Regions from separate parts of the Sus scrofa genome. Here region 2 is linked to region 1. Evidence: chromatin contacts called from public Hi-C data. All regions are on one chromosome and are shown on one strand. Each heading gives the region's core, a stretch centred on a gene start, on an enhancer-like site or on the middle of the called end of the contact. The rest is flanking DNA. Distances are from core to core; before and after follow the strand shown.

Region 1 (5,701 bases), core at 914-3,413:
CAGGTGCAAGGGCTCAAATAGTCTTCGGCACTAATCCCCAGACTTCGGAATGCAATCATGGGTCTAGAAAAGCCCTGAGAAAAACCAAAATAGCAATCTCGGTGCTGCCTTGGGGGTTGAGAGGAATGCCTTCGATGGAAGCTTAGCTCCTGCCGGGCTCTGTGCCCTGGGCATAGTGCCCTGGGCAGGCACTATGCCCTGCTCTGGTCTCAGCTCTCCAAGCTCTGAGGGTGATGTAGTTTTCCTTTTTCAGGATCAGCCCTGTCAGGAAGAGGCCACCAGGGGGCACAACATCAGGTTCCCAACCCAGGGGATTGTACTGTTTCAAGGTCGTTCCTTCAGCAGTTGATAAAATTTCCAGAAAGGAAGCAAATGCACCAACCTCTCCTGACCATGCTCTAACCACACTGGGGACCGCACAGCTCCAAGCTTCTCTTCACTACCTGTTCAGAGTGAAGATCTTTTGGAGGAGGGCAAAGACTTCCGAAATAAGCATCTGAATTATGAGTTCTGGGATTGGGGAATTGGCTGAGCCTTATATGCTATCTGGTTCAACCCCTTTATTGCTCAAGTGGGGAAACTGAGGTCTGTCCCAGGTAGCCAGTGACAGTGTAGCCCAGAGCTCTGTCCCATGGGCTGAGAACAAGGTGCCATCTACCACTTGGCAGCACCCACAAAGAATAAAAAGGGATCTTGGCTCATGAAGGGTGCCCTTTGTGTGCCAGGATGGCTGGGTGCCAGTTCAGGCTGGTGAATTGCCTTTCTTTTTCTTGGACTCTACCTGCTCTGGGTCCAGGTACCAGAAGTGCTGCCTCACAGCTGCCTGGCACCCTTGGGCAGTGCCAGCAGAGGAGTGAGGTTCAGACAGCAAGGGGCCTACCTGAGTGTGCCTGACTCTGCTGAGTCAGCTCTAAGATGTCCCTGGATCAAATGTGCAGGGAAAAAAATTCATTGAAGAACACGAAGGAGAGAATCTGTGACCTAGGATGCAGAAGTGCTTCTTCAAAATGTCACAGGCACAGCCCTTAAGGCAAAATGATCAATGTGATGACATACAAATATGGACTTCATGGGCCAAATTAAAAGTGTAGGAGAAGATATTTACAAGGTCTGAAGCTAGGATTAATATACAAGCAATTTCTTAAGTCAGAAAGAAGGACAGCAATTTCAATAGAAAAATGAGCAGAAAAGAAGAGAAAGCCCAGAAAGCTACTAAGCATATGAAGATGCTTAAAATCATTACAGAGAAATACATATTAAAATAATAGTAAACTATTCACAACCATGTCCATGAGTTTAGCAAAACTTAGCTGTGTGGTACAAAGTACTGGAATGAGAGTGGGGATAGAGGACTTCATGTACAGCTACTATAACCAACCTCAAGAGCAGAGCTACTGTTATGGGTTGACTTGTGTCCTCCCTAAATTCATATGTTGAAATCCTAACCCCCAGTACATCAAAGTGTGACTGTATTTGGAGATAGGGTCTTTAAAGAGGTAAATAACGTTTAAAAAAAAAATGCCAGGGAGTTCCCATTGTGGCTCAGTAGTTAATGAACCCGACTGGTATCCATGAGGACATGGGTTCGATCCCTGGCCTTGCTCAGTGGGTTAAGGATCTGGTGTTACCATGGGCTATGGTGTAGGTTGCAGATGTGGCTCAGATCCCGCCATGCTGTGGCTGTGCCGTGGGCTGGCAGCTGCAGCTCTGATTCAAACCCTAGCCTGGTAATTTCCATATGCCGTGGGTGTGGCCCTAAAAAGACAGGAAAAAAAAAAAAAAGAGAGATTAGGATACAGACACATACAGAAGAGGACTGTGGGAAAGCACAAGGAGAAGGTGGCCCTCTACAAGCCAAGAAGAAAGGTCTCAGAAGAAACCAGCCCTACTGGCACCCTGATCTTCAACTTCTAGCCTCCAGAAAAGTGAGAAAATAAATTTCTGTTCTTCAATTCACCCAGCCTGTGGAACTTTGTCATGGTGGCCCTAACAAACTAACACAGCTGCCTACCCGACTTTAGTATGTACACATCTCATGATATGGAAACTTCACTCCTAGTTATGTCCCTGGGAGATTCTTACACAGATCCTTAAGGGGACATGTTTGAAGATAAATGTTTACTGAAGCATTATTTGTGTTGGCAGAAAGCAATCTGTGTGTCTACCATGGACAGATAAAGCATGCAGGCTCACCATGGAACAGCAGGCAACAGGCAGAAGTACCAGAGTTAGATGTAACATAGCAGCCTGGATACATCTTCAGATCATAGAACTGAGGGGAAAATAACATTTTTATGATTAGAAATATATGTGCAGAAAATGATAAAATATTTCCTAAGAATATATTCTGAAAGATATATATTAGGTTCATTTATAGGTTAGGTTCATTTGAATGGTTGCCTACAAAGGGTCAGGAGCTTGGGAGTTAGGTGTAGAGATAATAAGGAATTAAAAAAAAAGTGGTGGGTGGGGGGAGCTGGCTAGAATCAGCAGTCAGGTCTGAGATCCCTGGGAGAACCAAGGTGACTCTGTTGCCCCTGATCTTTTCCAGGGTGCCCAGCCCTGACTGGACTTGATGATGCTGAGGGCCTGTCTCTGGGGGCCTTCAAAGCCCCAAGTGCTGCCAGTGTTTTCGCTTCCAGGGCTTCTCCACTGGCCGATGGGGATTGGTGGTGGTGGTGGGAACTAAAGCCAAGGCCAGGGGCTGTAATGGGCAGGGAGGGCTTCTGGGACCCATGAGGGAGGGGAGAGAGGATAAAGCAGAGAGGAGAGGGGCTGCAGAGGGAATGCAGGCGGGCGGGAGCTGGCTCTGGCCACCGGGGACTCTCTCCTTCCCAGATTCAGGCCCTCTGACTTGTAGTTTCCTGGTGGAGGCTCTTTCCCCCTTGAGGCACTCAGCTAAAGGGCTCTCACAGGGACAATGAACACAGCTGCAGGGGGACAGAGGTGCACCCAAGGCAAGATCTTCCTCCCACCCCAGAAATAGTCTGTTCTGGCCACGGAGCGAGCTGTGTGAGCTTGGGGAAGTGAAGCCGCAGGGGGGCGGGGCTGGGAGGCATGTAGGTGACCAGGACCGTGACTGCCCTGTGGGGTTGTTCCAGGCACATTTTCTGAGGCCCCAGGGATAAGAGCCAGGGCCAGAAGCAAGGAACGCGGGGCCAGAATGAGGATGAACTTTCTCACAGAGCTGTCCAACAGGGCTGAGGGCGGTGGTGAGTGCTCCACCAGGAAGGCGGTGTGCAAGCCGAGATGAGATGTATCAGATGGGACCTTGGAACATGCTGTCCCCATCTCAGAGACATTGTCTCCTCCAGGATGCTGGTGTCTGCGGGGACATCTGCCTATCTCCCGAAGTGGCTCCTGTTGTGTCCATCCCACGGGGTGAGCCAGACGCCAGTTGCAGGAAATAGCCTGTGCCAGCTCCCATTCGAAGAGTAAATATTAGTCTTTTCAAGAGCTGCCTGTTCTCTGTCACTTGGCACGGAGAACACTGAACCCGGGGCAGTGGGGGGGAACCTCTTGGCCCCTATGCCCAGATGAAATTTTTGGACCCAGGTCACTGCCACAATGCAGCCCCAAGAAACAACTCTTACCGTGTTCCGGGCAGGAATCCCCTCTCCGTGACTGGGCAAGCGGTGGGCACTAGAGCCCCCACCTGGTGGGGTTCAGGCAGCACTGAGGCCCCAAGCCCCATCACGTGTCTTTCACATACTGTCCAGGCCACAGCTGCAGAGGCAGGACCCTGGACATTTTGACCTAGACCTTAAGGTCTCCGGACCCCAGTTCTGACGTATATGGTTTAAAATCCTGATTACCTGGGAGGGAGAATGACCTGTTACTACTCCACTCTCAGCCTCTGGGGAGACCTCCAACCACCCCAACCAGTAGAGCAGCCCTTACCCTAGCCCCGCTTCCTGCCTTCTTTCTTCTGTAAATTTCCTCATTTATTATCGACTCCTCCGTTAGAGGCTTCCTCCGTTAGAGGCTTCCTCCGTTAGAGGCTCAGCTCGGTGCATGCAGGACCTCTGCATTGGTCACTGGTTGGAACTGTGCACCCAGTAAAGTGCTCAGTAACTATTTGCTGAGTGAATATGATGACGTTAATACTTTGAAAATATTAAACCGATATAATTCTCATTTCCGAATCCCTGAAATCGTATTCCTTTGAAGCCCTTCCACCACAATGACCAGGGAAGGGTAGGGGTCAGTAAAGCAGTCTCAGGGGGAAGGGAGGATGGAGGGGGAGGAGGAAAGCCCACCCTCAGCTGGTGAGTGGTGGGAAGGGAAGGGGGTGCATCTCTCAGACATGTGTCCTGGTCTTATCCTCTGGGATGAAATCCTAAAGGGAAAGAAACTGAAAGCTGAAGGTAGAGAGGGCATGTGTCCCACTCAGCCTTAGAAGACAGCCTCCTAGGCAGCCTGAGGCCCTCAGGTGGCCCTGCTGGATAAAAACAGTGGAGCAACAGATTTGATGGCAAGAAGGTCAGAGTGAGTGCCTTCCTCTCAAGCCTCCTTCTGCTCCCAGAGGCCTGGAAGGGTCCAGAGGTTCCTGTGTGCTCCAGAGGGCACAGGGAATGTGGCTGAGTTGGGACTGGTGGGCCTGTCTGGGCACTGCCACGGCCCGTGCTGAGGTGAGAGTGGCTCCCTCCCCCAAGGCTGGATGGGGGCATGGCTGAGGCTGGAGGGGTCTGAGGAGCTAGAGTGAGCCGAGGTGGCCCCAAGCAAGAGACTCAGCAGTGAACTCATGAGCTACAAGCACCCAGACACCATGAGTTTCCACCAAGAAGACCCTAGTAGAAAACCCTAGCCTAGCTTTGTGCCAGGCTCCTTTTCTCTGCCACCAGGAGGCCACCTGTTTGGACTCTCTGCCTTGTATCTTATTCATCTACCTTTGCCAGATCCTGTGGGAATAAGGTGACCATCCCCCCTCCTCAGCTTTCCCTCACAGCTCCTACATTCTGCCTTTGTCCCTCTGGAATCATGGTGTGGGATGCCTGCAGGGACCTGCCTGCTTACACTCAGACCTGCCCAGATTAGCAGCCTGAGGGTGCTGTCATGGGCAGAACATGAGCGCTGGGTGGTGGAGGTCAGCAACTACTGCTCTCCTGTTCCCTGGGAAATTGATTCTGAGGCGTGTTCTGCCCGCTCCTCAGAGGGTCCCGATTCCCATTGGCACAGCAGTGACAAGCTCAATAACCCATCTTGATTTTGGCTTTCTCTATTTCTCCATGTCACACTTCTCTGTTCCCTGCTCCTGTTTCCTGGTCATGGGCTCTTCTTTCTGGGGAGTGAGGCTACAAGGCCATTTGAGCCTCTAGGCTAGAAACTGTCTCTTGGCACTTAGAGTCCCTCTCTGGCTCCTTCCATATTCTTCTGTGCTTCGGGGCTAGAAGGCTAAAGACTGCCTTTCCCAGACTCCCTTGCTGCTGGGGAACTGGATGCAACTTAGAGGGAAGCGCTGCGGGAGAGAGTTGGAAGGCAGAAGGGAGGTGGAGGCCACTCTTCCTGTGGTGTGGCGCCTGCTGGGTGGGATCTGGCAGATGTGACTCTTTGTAGCAGTAGGACACTGAGTTCCTTTCACTTCCTTGTCACCAGTTTAATGGATGGGCAACGAGGACGTTGGCAATAATTTCCTACAAGGTGGCAGCTGGGGTGGTGTGACCATGAAGTTAGGTGTGCCCTAGTTTTCATTCCTTCAAAC
Region 2 (5,701 bases), core at 1,533-4,032, 180 kb before region 1:
ACCGAACTGCAACCTCATGGTTCCTAGTCGGATTCGTTAACCACTGCGCCACGAGGGGAACTCCCGCTTCAATTTCATCTGGGGCTGTTCTTTTGCACCCAGTTTCCTTTTCCTGACACAAAAAGACACATAAAAGAAGAAAAATTTGATGGATTCCTTGCTTTTATACAGTTGGTGAAAAGGTTGAAAAGAGTCTAGAATCTTCTCATTTTGCTCTAAATGTAACAGTGTCACATAGATGCATATTGATTTCTATTGCTTATTAGAAGCGGGTGTCTACATTGATACAGAACTATTTGCTAGTCATGTTGCTAAAAAAATCATAGCAGTTGTTGAGTTATCTTTTTGCTTCTGGTTTTACCCAGAGTATATTTTCTCCATCTGCACATTCTATTTTTTTTTTTTTTTTTTTTTGCTTCTTGATTTGCAAAATGTTCTACTGAAAAATGCTAATTAGGAAAAAATGAAGATTTCTCAATAATTGAAAAAATTCATATAGCTCCTAAATATTAGCTCAGCGTTAACCCCAGACCTATTTCCAAATGACCTTTCCTCAAGTTAGAGAAAGTGGAATTTGTGGAGACTTGAGCCATTGGTAGAGTAACAATTCCAAGATTAATAATAGCTGTTAGCTAATAATTACTCTTACCTATAACTTATTTACTTCCCGAGAAACTGTCCCTAGAGAGCTGGTTCTGTGCCTAACAGTAGAAGTGATCACAAACCCATCAGTCACATGTTTCTCATGTTTTGAAGTTCTGAAAAAAGCCTTGCAAGACAACATGTAACATACAAAACTAACCACTTGTTCTGATTTCCTATTGGATTGCCTGAGACCTAGATTCCCAGTCTCAAGGCTTAGAAAATTTCATTTTGGTCTTCTGGTATGTATATGCAATTAAAACTATAAATTTTGGAGTTCCCGTTGTGGCGCAGTGGTTAACGAATCCGACTAGGAACCATGAGGTTGCGGGTTCGGTCCCTGCCCTTGCTCAGTGGGTTAAGGATCCGGCGTTGCTGTGAGCTGTGGTGTAGGTTGCAGACGCGGCTCGGATCCAGCGTTGCTGTGGCTCTGGTGTAGGCCGGTAGCTACAGCTTAGATTCGACCCCTAGCCTGGGAACCTCCATATGCCGCGGCCTAGAAAAGGCAAAAAGACAAAAAAAAAAAAAAAAACCCCAAAACTATAAATTTCCTTCTAATTATTACTTTAGCTGCTATTCACAAGCTATTCATAGCTTCTATAGTCAATCTGTTTAAATGCTTCATAACACACACTATGATTTCTTTTTAACCAATAAATAATTTGTGGGTTTTTTTTTTTTTTTAAGTTCCAAGCATATGATGGATTTGGGGGTTTTTTTTATTTTACCTCAACTCTTTTTTTAGTATTGATTTCTTTTCTTTCCTTTTGACCACACTCACAGCATGCACAAGTTCCTGGGCCAGGAATTGAACTCAAGCCACAGCAGTGACAACTGTGGATCCTTAACCCACTGTGCCACCAGGGAACTCCTTGGTATTGATTTCTAATCTTATTCAATTGCCATTAAAGAAAATGGTCTATATGATGTCCATTATTTGGAATTTGCTAAGGTTGCCTTTGAAGCCTATATTATAGTACATTTTTATGTATGTTCCATGGATGCTGGAAAGAAGTATGAATTCTCTGAGTGGGTGTTTCATATAGCTCTGTTGAATCTGTAGTAAACCATGTTATTCAAAACTTCTTTCTCCTTTCACTTGCATGTGTGTCCTTATCATCAGTTTTGAGAACAGTAAATTAAAAATCTGGTCATTGAGATTTCCTTAATTTCTCATTCCTATTTTGTACAGACCAATTCTTATCTACCTAGTGCCCAAACACACACAACAAACCTGGGCCATGGAGGCCTGCCCACTGCCCATGGTTCCCTGTGATTCTGTCTTTGCCTTTCAGGGTGCTTGAAGATGAGATCCAACAGCTGCGGGATCAACTCAGGGAAACAGTGGATGAGAACGGGCGATTGTATAAGCTGCTAAAGGAGAGGGATTTTGAAATCAAACACCTCAAAAAGAAGATAGAAGAGGACAGATTCGCCTTCACAGGTAGTGCCTCCTGTTGTGATAGTCCCTGTGCTGAAGTCCTGGTCAATTGGCCCAGCAGCTATAGAACCTGTGGGGCAGGACACACAGTAGGTTCCAAAGGGCAGTACTCAAGAAAGAGTGCCAAGGGTCAGCTGTGGTCAGGCTTGTCTATATGAGCCCTGGAATTGAGGGAGAGAGTAGAGGAATGGAGCAAGCCAGGTAGGTCAGCACGCCAGGTAATGGGAGCACAAGAACAGCAGGGGCAGCAGGCAGGTATTCCAGGCAGTGTGGGTGACCCAGCTGAGACTCATGGCAACAGTTCTCCATGATGCTTGCTGCAGGCCTGGTGGGCCAGTGGCATCCATTCTATCTTGATGCTCTGGCTCAAACGCTGTATCACGAATGTGAAAAAAATCCCAGTAGAAGTAGGCGTTTACTCTATACCACTTGCTGTTCCTGTTCTGGAAGGGTGGATAAGATGGGGAAGTTAGCTCTTCAAGGGGTGGGGGGAATGTCCTGAGACCAGCAGTGTCTAGAGTGGACCTTGGCCCTTCAGGTCCAAGTTGGACCTTGGCTCTGTTGCTAGAGACCTTGACCCCATGGGTTTGTTAGGAACCTTGGCTTTGTGGGTCTGGGGATGACCTCAGCCCTGTGGGTATGAGCTGGACATTGCACTGACTCTGTGGCTATGACCTAAACTGTGGCCTTGAAGATCTGGTGGGGACCTGGCCCTGATTGGCCTCTGTTCCACATATGCCCATTGAGTAATTCCCAGGTAGCTGACTAATAAACCACAAAGTCAATGTCACCAATCACAAAGGGCAACAGGGCTCATTTGGCATCTGCCACAGCGTTCTCTCTGCCTTTGATAGTAAATCCCTTTAAGGGTGGGTGCACCCAGAGGACTAATGCTGAATTAAAAAGGAAGGGGAATTCTGTATCTTAAAGGCCTCTGGTAGCCTCTTGTGCTTCCCTCCACTTTTGGCCTTTTTCTGTCTAAAACAGAAGAGAAGGCAACACTCAACCTGGCTCAGGATTCAGATGTGAAGAGGCAGTTTTTGCAAGGCTGTTGAGAACCTGATGGGCTCCAGAGGGAGCATAGGAGATGCCTCCCCACCCAATGGAGTCCTGGGGACTGGGCCTGTGGGCTACTCCTTCTTCCCCAGCTTGCCCCAGGTCCTCTGTCTCCTGCTGCCCCTGCCAGTTTGCTCATGGCCTCATCTGAGTGCCAACCCTGAGTCTCCCCCAGGACCTCTTAAATCCATTCCTTGCTCTGAAGTCCCCATTTCTGATGTCCAGCTTCATGTTTTGAAGAGAAAGGTCTGACTGGCCCAGTTCATGTTTTTAAACCAGGCCACAGTGACAGGCCGCTGAGAGCTGATAGAATGGTTTTCCTTTGGCTGGATTTTTAGTGTTTGCTTTAGTTTAATTGAGTTTTTTCTATTTCTTCATATAATTTTTAGTGACTGCATTAGTGGTCACAATATACATACCTTTTCAAGGCCTGAGTAGAATGGACATTTTACCAGAGTTCCCGTTGTGGCTCAGCGGTTAACCAACCTGACTAGCATCCAAAAGGACACAGGTTTGATCCCTGGCCTCTCAGTGGGTTAAGGATCCAGCATTGCCGTGAGCTGTGGTGTAGGAGGTGGCTACAGCTCCAGTTGGACCCCTAGCCTGGGAACCTCCATATGCCGTGGGTGCAGCCCTAAAAAGACCCCCCCCCAAAAAAAAGAAGAAGAAGAAGAATTCACATTTTACCACTTTAAATGGAATGAATAAACTTTACCACCGTATAGGTCCCTTTACCCTCCCCCCTTATATTATAGCTTTTATATGTATTATATCTGTATAGATTGAAAATCCTATCAGACAATGCTATTATATTTGCTTTCAACCATTATACATATTTTAAAGAACTTAAGGCAAAAAGAGTCTATTTACACAAATATTTTAGCATTCTGTTTGCCCATTCACTGCTGCCTCTATTATTATGTGGTTGCAGCTTCAAGATTGGAGCTTGTCTAGAGACAGAGTTGGGAGAGAATAAGAAAAAAAGAGGATTTTCGGAGTTCCCGTCATGGCTCAGTGGTTAATGAAACCGACTAGTATCTGTGAGGATGTGGGTTAGACCCCTGGCCTTGCTCAGTGGGTTAAGGATCGGTGTTGCCATGAGCTGTGGTGTAGGTCACAGACGTGGCTCAGATCCCACGTTGCTATGACTGTGGTGTAGGCCGGCAGCTATAGCTCCGTTTCAGCCCCTAGCCTGGGAACTTCCATATGCCACGGGTGCAGCTCTAAAAAGACCACCAAAAAAAAAAAAAAAAAGAAAAGAAAGAAAGAAAAGGAAAAGAAAAAGGAAAAAGAGGATTTTCCCCATTCCCTCTGAGCCCTACTTCCTGCCCTTTGGACTAGAGAGGGCTTCTCTTAGACCTCTTTCTGATGTCTGATTCTGGGATTTGTAATGCTTTTGAGTCCTGGGAGGAAAACATAACCAGAGAACTTACCATGTGTACTTCCAGGTTTGGTTTCCTTCCCCGAGAACTCTTTCTCCTGATGTGTCCTCATCCTCTTGCAGACACAGGGTGGTGAGGGCAGCTACTCCTAGTTGCTCAAATCACTGCCTAGTCCTGGCCAGCAGCAGCAAGCCTGTTTGATGTGTGGCCTCTGTTTTTAGTTGATCTCATTGTTTTCCCTCATTTTAGGGACAGCTGGTGCAGCTGGAGATGTGATCGCCACCAAAATTGTTGAGCTGTCCAAAAAGAACCGGGTGCTGATGGCAGAGTCAGAGGGCGCGAAGACCAGAGTGAGGCAGCTGAGCAACCGCATCCAGGAGCTAGAGCAGGAGGTGAGGGACCAGGGCCCCTGGGACTCCCCGTACCCCACACCACTCCTCCAGAGAGGGAACCCACTTAGATGCGCTGGGTCCTTCCCAAGGGCTTGTGTTTGCAGTGAATCTCTCGGGGTCTCTGTCATAACCTGAGAGAGGAAAGTGTCAGGAAGCAAGGAGGATGCAGGCAGTGGAGAGGCAGCCCCCCCTAGTGGGGAGGAGGCAGGCCTGGAGCCTGACCACCTGAGTGTGGATCTCAGCTCCACCACTGACTTGCGTTGTGACTTTGAACCAGTTATAAACTCTCTGTGCCTCAGTTTTCTCCACCTGTCACATGGCAGTAATAATGGCACTCACCCTAATGTTTTCTGAGGATTAAATGATCTAACACTGTAAAATGCTTAGAACAGTACCCAGCAGGTGGTTAGCACGAGAAAGACATTGTTGAATAAATTAACAGGGATCCGTGCTAATTTGAAGCTAGAGCCAGAAGCATTCTACCAGTTCATCTGACTTTGTACACCTTCCTCTTTCTGCTGCCCCTCCCCTTCTACAGCTAATCACAAATCCCTCCAGTCAAGCAAGGGCATGGCCCTGGCAGTTCACCATCCCTCAGGAGCTAGAATGAACCTACACAGCTTCTCCTTATGTGGCTGGAGGAGCTGAGGCTGGCAGAGGTTAAGAGGCTTTCTTAAGTCACACAGCATGCGGTCATGCTGGATTTCAAATCCAGTTCTGCTGCTTTCCAAAATCTTCCTCAGTCATTAAACTTGGCATTGAATTAAAACTTCTTTATTCTATAACAT

The links. A called contact is a pair of places that touch in the nucleus more often than the background predicts.
Region 2: a Hi-C map of liver shows a contact between it and region 1, with 1.9 times the contacts expected there. The contact joins two enhancer-like sites. A contact is called at or near these places in 2 of 47 Hi-C or Micro-C datasets (liver and skeletal muscle) and 1 of 2 datasets of contacts at active chromatin or transcription factors (skeletal muscle).

Annotation. Positions count from the first base shown.
Region 1 is chr13:26,076,748-26,082,448 of Sscrofa11.1, reverse strand. It overlaps a transcript of SEC22C not described here. Among named protein-coding and RNA genes, the nearest start is that of SEC22C, 27 kb to the left of the region's middle. Within about 2 kb of position 2,163, at least 14 of the 83 cell types and tissues checked have an H3K27ac peak or open chromatin away from gene starts, as enhancers often do. A contact at or near this core is called in liver, where this site is marked.
Region 2 is chr13:26,253,257-26,258,957 of Sscrofa11.1, reverse strand. It overlaps CCDC13 (coiled-coil domain-containing protein 13), which reads left to right. Exons shown (of 18, transcript XM_013981522.2): 3 at 1,938-2,086; 4 at 4,771-4,913. Among named protein-coding and RNA genes, the nearest start is that of CCDC13, 9.6 kb to the left of the region's middle. Within about 2 kb of position 2,782, at least 6 of the 83 cell types and tissues checked have an H3K27ac peak or open chromatin away from gene starts, as enhancers often do. A contact at or near this core is called in liver, where this site is marked.